Regions from separate parts of the Sus scrofa genome. Here region 1 is linked to region 2. The links are chromatin contacts, called in public HiChIP or PLAC-seq maps. All regions are on one chromosome and are shown on one strand. Each heading gives the region's core, a stretch centred on a gene start, on an enhancer-like site or on the middle of the called end of the contact. The rest is flanking DNA. Distances are from core to core; before and after follow the strand shown.

Region 1 (2,856 bases), core at 335-2,834, 250 kb after region 2:
TGCCGTGAAAATAGTACCATTTTCCCCATTAATTCTGACAAGAAATGTGTGCATGTGTATAATGATAAGAATAGTGAATCGGAGAATTAGGCTAGGATTTTTAACAACCAACGTCTGAAAAAGCTGAAGATCTAGAAATTATGACAGAACTTGCTATATGCCCATAGCCTAATGCATCTGCATAAAAAATCAATGGCATATTTGTTAATAGTCCCCCATTATCAAATATACTGTTATTAGAATTTAAATTCCAGTATAAAAGAAATTCAGTATTTCCCCCCTCCTTTTCTGGTCTCCTACCCTCATCTCTGTTGAAATATTATGTTCCTCCCCCCACAACTGATATGTAAACCTCTTAGAGCTTTTGAAAAGTAGTCTTGGGGAGGAGCATTTACAATGAAGTCTTTTTCAGCCCCAGCTAAATAAGCCAACTCAGTAATAGTGAAAGAATATAAACTACCTCCAGTTTCCTGCGAACACAGCCCACACCTAGTGCATTTCACCTGAAAGGACTTAAAGGAAAGGCACTACATAATCATATATAACTATTATCATAATCATTATTACTTGATTTCAGATTTCATACTCCATGTACAAATAAATATAGCATAGCGTCAGGCCAAACTTAATAAAATCCTCAGGAAGCCATATGTTCAGAACATGTTGCTCTCAACCCTTCAAGCCCATTCTTCTGCTTGGTCACGGCAAGGGAAAACCAGATATTTCAACCCTCTCCCCTTACCAAATCAAAACAAAAGTGGCAAACAGGTTTTGTCCCACTCTCACGTCCCCCACAGGTTATCACCAATCCTTACTGCAAACGCTTTCGGATTATTTTCCTCATGTATTCAAGACACCCCAACTCGCTTCCACCGGACAGTTCCAACGACCGGTCCCCACTGTGGCACCCCACCCCCAAGCTGGGCATAACTGTCCACAAGGCCCTAGCATGAGAGCCTCAAGGCCCCTATCCCAGTCCAGGTGAGGCCCCACTCCCAACCGCTTGGCAAACCCCTAATCCAGACACTGCCCCAAACCCCCTCCCCAAAGCCCCCAGGCCATCCGGGCGCCCGCATCCCAGCACTCCCAGCGGATTGCCAAGGTTGAGAAACGCAGATGGGCATGCGGGGAGTGGTGTGGGTGGGCAGGCGGGCTCCTTGGCGTGTGCCAGGCTGTTGGCTCAGAGCACGTAGGCGCGCCGCGTGTCCACGTCTGTGCGCGTGGCCGTGGAAGCGTGTGCGTGGCTGCACCAAGCCCCCACCCGACCCGGTCCAGCCGTCTCCTCCAGGGTGGCGGGGAGAAAGAGATAGCCACTGGGCTGGGAGCCCCTCACCTCCCTCGGCGCGACCGACCGCTGCTCCGCCCGGCTCTGGCTCCTTCGGCGCGGCCACTCATCGGCCTCCCGCGCCCGCTCCGAATATATACCCTCATCCGGGGGGCCGGGGCGGCGGGGCGGGCCGGGAGCAGGGGCCAGGGGGAGCGCCGGCCCCGGCCACCCCGCCCCTCTGTCGCCGCGACGAGTGGCTGCCCGCACGGGGAGGAGCCGAAGTCACCCGCCCCGACACGTCAGCGCCCAGAACGCAAGCACTAGGCCCGCGCCGAGAGGGGCGCCGGGGCGGGGCGAGGAGAGGCGGGACCTCTCGCGTCACTCATTCTCCGGTCCAATAGGGATAGCTCAGGGGTCCAGTCTGCAGGCCGCCCCGTTCCCGCCCTCCCCTCCCTACCCCGCGAGCTCCCTCCTGGTCCCGGAGGGGTGTCTTTTGCGTCGGCTGGGAGGGGCGACGCCGGAGCCCCACTTAGGTATCGTGAGCGGGTCCTAAGAGCCCTGACGTCACGGTGTGGTACCGCGAGGTGACGTCCCTCGGCCTCTTGGCACCGCGGCTCAGGACGTCCCACCTTTCCAGAAACGGACCGCGAAGTGGGGTGGAGAGCTGTGTCATCGGGTGGCGGATTTCCGATCGCCCACACCGAAAGTTGCGAAAGAGGGGCGGCGGACATCCCAGCGCAGAACCCGGAGGGTGGACCGGGCCTGCCCTCTGACCTTGGGCTAGCTATTGACTTGGCCAGATAGGCGGGGCCCCATCGTCTTTCTGTTTTATGGTGTTTCAGGTCTTAAGCACGTGAGGCACAAAATAAACAACAGAGGAAATGCAAGCAAATGTATTAGGTAACCTGATGAAATGAAAACCGAGTCTGTGAGACTGAAGCCAGGTGTAAGCTTTGCAGGACTGTGAACTTAACCTCCTTGGGCATCAGCATTTGATACGAAAATGGTGGTTGGACTGCTTGACCTCCAAGGCCATTGCAGTGCCACTGTTTATAATTGCCTGTATACATATTACCTTGTGTGGAAGTGCGCATGCAGATTATGTGCTCGGCCCTGTACCTTTAAAAGCTGTGTTTATGTTAAAAGTTACATAGCACTTGGCACAGTTTTTGCAATATGTCCAATATGTTGAAATACCAAAAACATCTAGATTTAACAAAATACCTAAAAAGAATTTCAGGCATTTTAGGTGCCTGTCTTCTTTCTTCTTTAGCGCAAGGGCCTTTTAATTTTTTTCAGCAATTTCAAAATCATGCACTGCACTAAGTTAACAGAAAAATTTACACTGGCTAAGTAATGATTGTAGATACACATTCGGAAGGTTGAATACTCTATCTTACATGATCTCAGAATGTCATCTATTTGTTTGAAAAATTTATAGTATAGTGGTTATAAGCATGGGATCTTAAGACAGAACTGCAGCTTCTTTATTGCTTGGTATCTTTGGTAAGTTAACTCTTAGGCATCAGTTTTCTTATCTGTAAAACACAGATAGTAATAAAAATGGTCCCTTTGGGTTGTTATGAGGA
Region 2 (3,208 bases), core at 222-2,721:
GGATGAGCACTTGTGTCAAAAACAAATTACCCACTTCAGAAAGAGCATTGTGAAACCACACAGTAGATGGGGATAGCAGTCAGACCAGGCTGGCTTATGGCAATGGAAACCTGAGTAAATGAGTTTTCTTCCAAAACGTAAGCTGATCCAGGCAAAGGGCCTAGCACCATCAGCAATCAGTTGGCCCTCCAAACAGAGGATCAAATATATTTTTATTCACTCTCATTTAAGAACAGGCCTTTACTATAAGTGTATATTTACACATAATATATACAAATGAAGCAAACACACAAAATCAATTCTGACTTATTTGAGCAACTTCAACATAGGAAGCACCATACCAGGTGTTAAGATCACTCAAGAGAGAAGACACACTAAAATTCTGTACATCACAGACACCTACCAGGTTTGGCTTAGTTAACATGGAAGTGGCTAGATAAGTAAAAATAAACTAATTTTATGTATTTACTTTTTTTTTTTTTTTTTTTATGGCCACACCTGTGGCATATGGAAGTTCCCAGGCTAAGGGTTGAATGGGAGATGCAGCTGCAGGCCTATGCCACAGCCAGGGCAACAGTGGATCTGAGCCACATCTTCTGTCCAAGCCTCAGCAGGATCCTTAACCCACTGACCAGAACTGAACCCACATCCTCATGGACATTGTGTTGGGTTTGTAACCAGCTCAGACATAATTTCGAACTAATTTTAAATACCATTTAACATAGCTTCAGTCTTAATTCCCTCAAAACTCCAAAAGCAACAACAACGAATGTGGTTTGGTTAGTTTCATCCTCCACACACTTTTTCACTGAAATGCAAATGACCAACCTTGGAGTAATCACTCACTGGCAGTAATGGTTACTTGCACTTCTTCCATGCCTTAACAGGAAAAAGTTCCTTTTCTCTGAGTTCCTGGAGAAATATACTACATTTTTAGATCTGCACATGGAATGTGATTTTCTCCCCCCACTGTTCTAATGTTCATGGACCTTGAAATTTATCTAGGGTCGGAAGTCCTGCACAGATAAAACACCTGGAGTGATACAGCCACCTGGTCACAGGCAAAATGCCCAGGCACTGATGGTAAAAAGTGATGGGAAAGTCGGAAGGGGGCGAGGTCTGCGTGGGAAGCGCCGTTTTCCTGGATATGAACAGGATCATCACAGAAACACGCATGTCTTAGTGGCGTTCTATTTTCTTTCTGCTGTCATATTTAATGCAAAGCACCAGATACTGAGCACTTCAAGAGGCCGGAACGCCTGGTATCCCATGCAGTGGAGGACCCAGGAGAGAATGGGACAGGGTCTCAGTCAGAGTCCCCACAGAGGCAAGGTAAGAGAAGGGAGCTCCCGGGACGGTCAGGGGCGAGTCATCGCGGCGCGATACTTCCTGTTCCCTCAGACCCCCGCCCAGCCGACAGGCAACCAAAGACCTTACCTGCTAGCCCCGGTGATCAGTACCACCTTCCGCATCGTCTCACACACCAATGCAGCGCAAGCCAAGCAGGCATCCGGCAAAGCTTCTCGGAAGCCCTTTTGACCCACGCCCCGCCCAGGCCACGCCCCCAGCCCTTCAATCAGGGACTGACGAGGCCCCACCTCCCTTTTGCGTCATCGACTCCGCTGGGCCCTTTCTCAGTCGCAGCCAGCCTTTGGCTCCCGGCTCCTGGGCGGGGATGGAGTGAGATAGGCCGAGGGGTGGAGCCTCGTGTCGCACAAGGCCCGAGCCAATCCGGGCTCTCCCCGCCCCTCTTGGGCGGAGGTGTCCCGCCCATGACCTTACACGCGCCGGAGGCCTTTGGCGTTTGCGTGGTTGGGAATTGCGTCCAGTCGGGGGCATAGGAGCGCTGGTACCAGGAGCGCATAGGGACCATACCCTGTCCCCTAGGATTGGCACTTCACCGCAGGAACTCAGGATATTTGCACCAGAGCTCCTTATTTTATTTTATTATTTTATTCATGCATGAATTACCAATTTCCAAAACTTGGAATATGATGTGGAATCAGAGACTCTCGGATTCCATAGGAGATAGTGGGTCGTATACTGTAGTCTCCTATTTAATGTGCCTCCTACTCTTTGTGCTGAAGGACCCTCTTCGTTTTTCCAAGCCATCCCAGATAGGTACTTTTGGAATATACAATAAAAATAAATCCCTAGAAAATGAAAGAAAAAGGCATACAAAATACAAGCCTCATTTTTTTTTTTTTTTTAATTAGATTCAACAGACTTGAGTACTCTGCCAGAAGTTCTTGTAGCTCATCAGGTTAAGGACCCGCCCTTGTCTCTGGGAGAATGTGAGCTTCCATATGCCACAGATGTCGCTGTAAAAAGAAAAAGCAAAAAGAGTACTCTGCCAAACTGTTAAAAAAGTTTCTAATGTTTAGGTTTCTGGATTTATCGTGGACTGGTAACAGTCCTTAGTGTGGGACTGTCACCAATCCAGGCCCACACTAAGGAACACTACTGCATGTATCAAACTATGGAACATACTTTACTTCATAGCCTCTTTCAAAGTTTTCTTTTTGAATAGTACTGTTCTCTGAAAGATGTAAGACAGGACATTTATATTGGCTTTTGAATATCCTAGAGCTTTTGATTAATTTGATATTAGTTTAGAATTAGATAACTCATACCAATAAAATTAGATTGAAAGAATAAATGTGATTATTAAAGATTTGATTTCTAAATCATTAATACTTTATTATTTGGGTGGAACTCAGCTCCTATCCTTATGCCATTTTCAACTGTTGTGAAGAGACCACAATTTAACAATATTTTCTGAAAGTCCTAAAATAAACTTCATACAGGGCTGCAGTCTTGCAATCCTTTCAACTGCCCAGTCACTAGATAGAGGAAAGAACCATAAGTCAGCAACAGAGGCATCAATGATTTATTATATGGGGAATCTTACATGTCAGAGGCAAAGATCCTGGAGTGACATCCCACTGGGTATGGCCAACAGCAGGCAGGACACTGGCAGCAATTTTTGCTTCACAGGAGAGAAGGAGAATATCAGTAATTGCAGACATGATGTCAGAAGGGCTCCTTGGTTACCAGGGACAACCTGGACATTCTTCCCATAGTTCCTTGGGTTAGTAACCGCTGCAAGGGCTGCTGTTTCTTATTGATAGACCAAACATACTGTAGTCATTCTGGTCTGAGGGCTAGAACAATAGTTATCTGGGTGTTGGGCTGATCTCGCAGGTAG

The links. HiChIP or PLAC-seq counts read pairs in DNA pulled down with a chosen protein or histone mark.
Region 1: a contact with region 2 is called in an H3K27ac HiChIP or PLAC-seq map of skeletal muscle. The contact joins the promoter of UAP1 here to the promoter of HSD17B7 in region 2. A contact is called at or near these places in 3 of 5 promoter capture datasets (fetal liver, fetal skeletal muscle and liver) and 2 of 2 datasets of contacts at active chromatin or transcription factors (alveolar macrophages and skeletal muscle).

What each region holds. Positions count from the first base shown.
Region 1 is chr4:87,992,448-87,995,303 of Sscrofa11.1, forward strand. UAP1 (UDP-N-acetylhexosamine pyrophosphorylase) reads right to left here and starts at 1,585. Exons shown (of 10, transcript XM_001928643.6): 1 at 1,334-1,585.
Region 2 is chr4:87,741,444-87,744,651 of Sscrofa11.1, forward strand. HSD17B7 (hydroxysteroid (17-beta) dehydrogenase 7) reads right to left here and starts at 1,472. Exons shown (of 9, transcript NM_001185137.1): 1 at 1,438-1,472. The coding sequence starts at 1,472.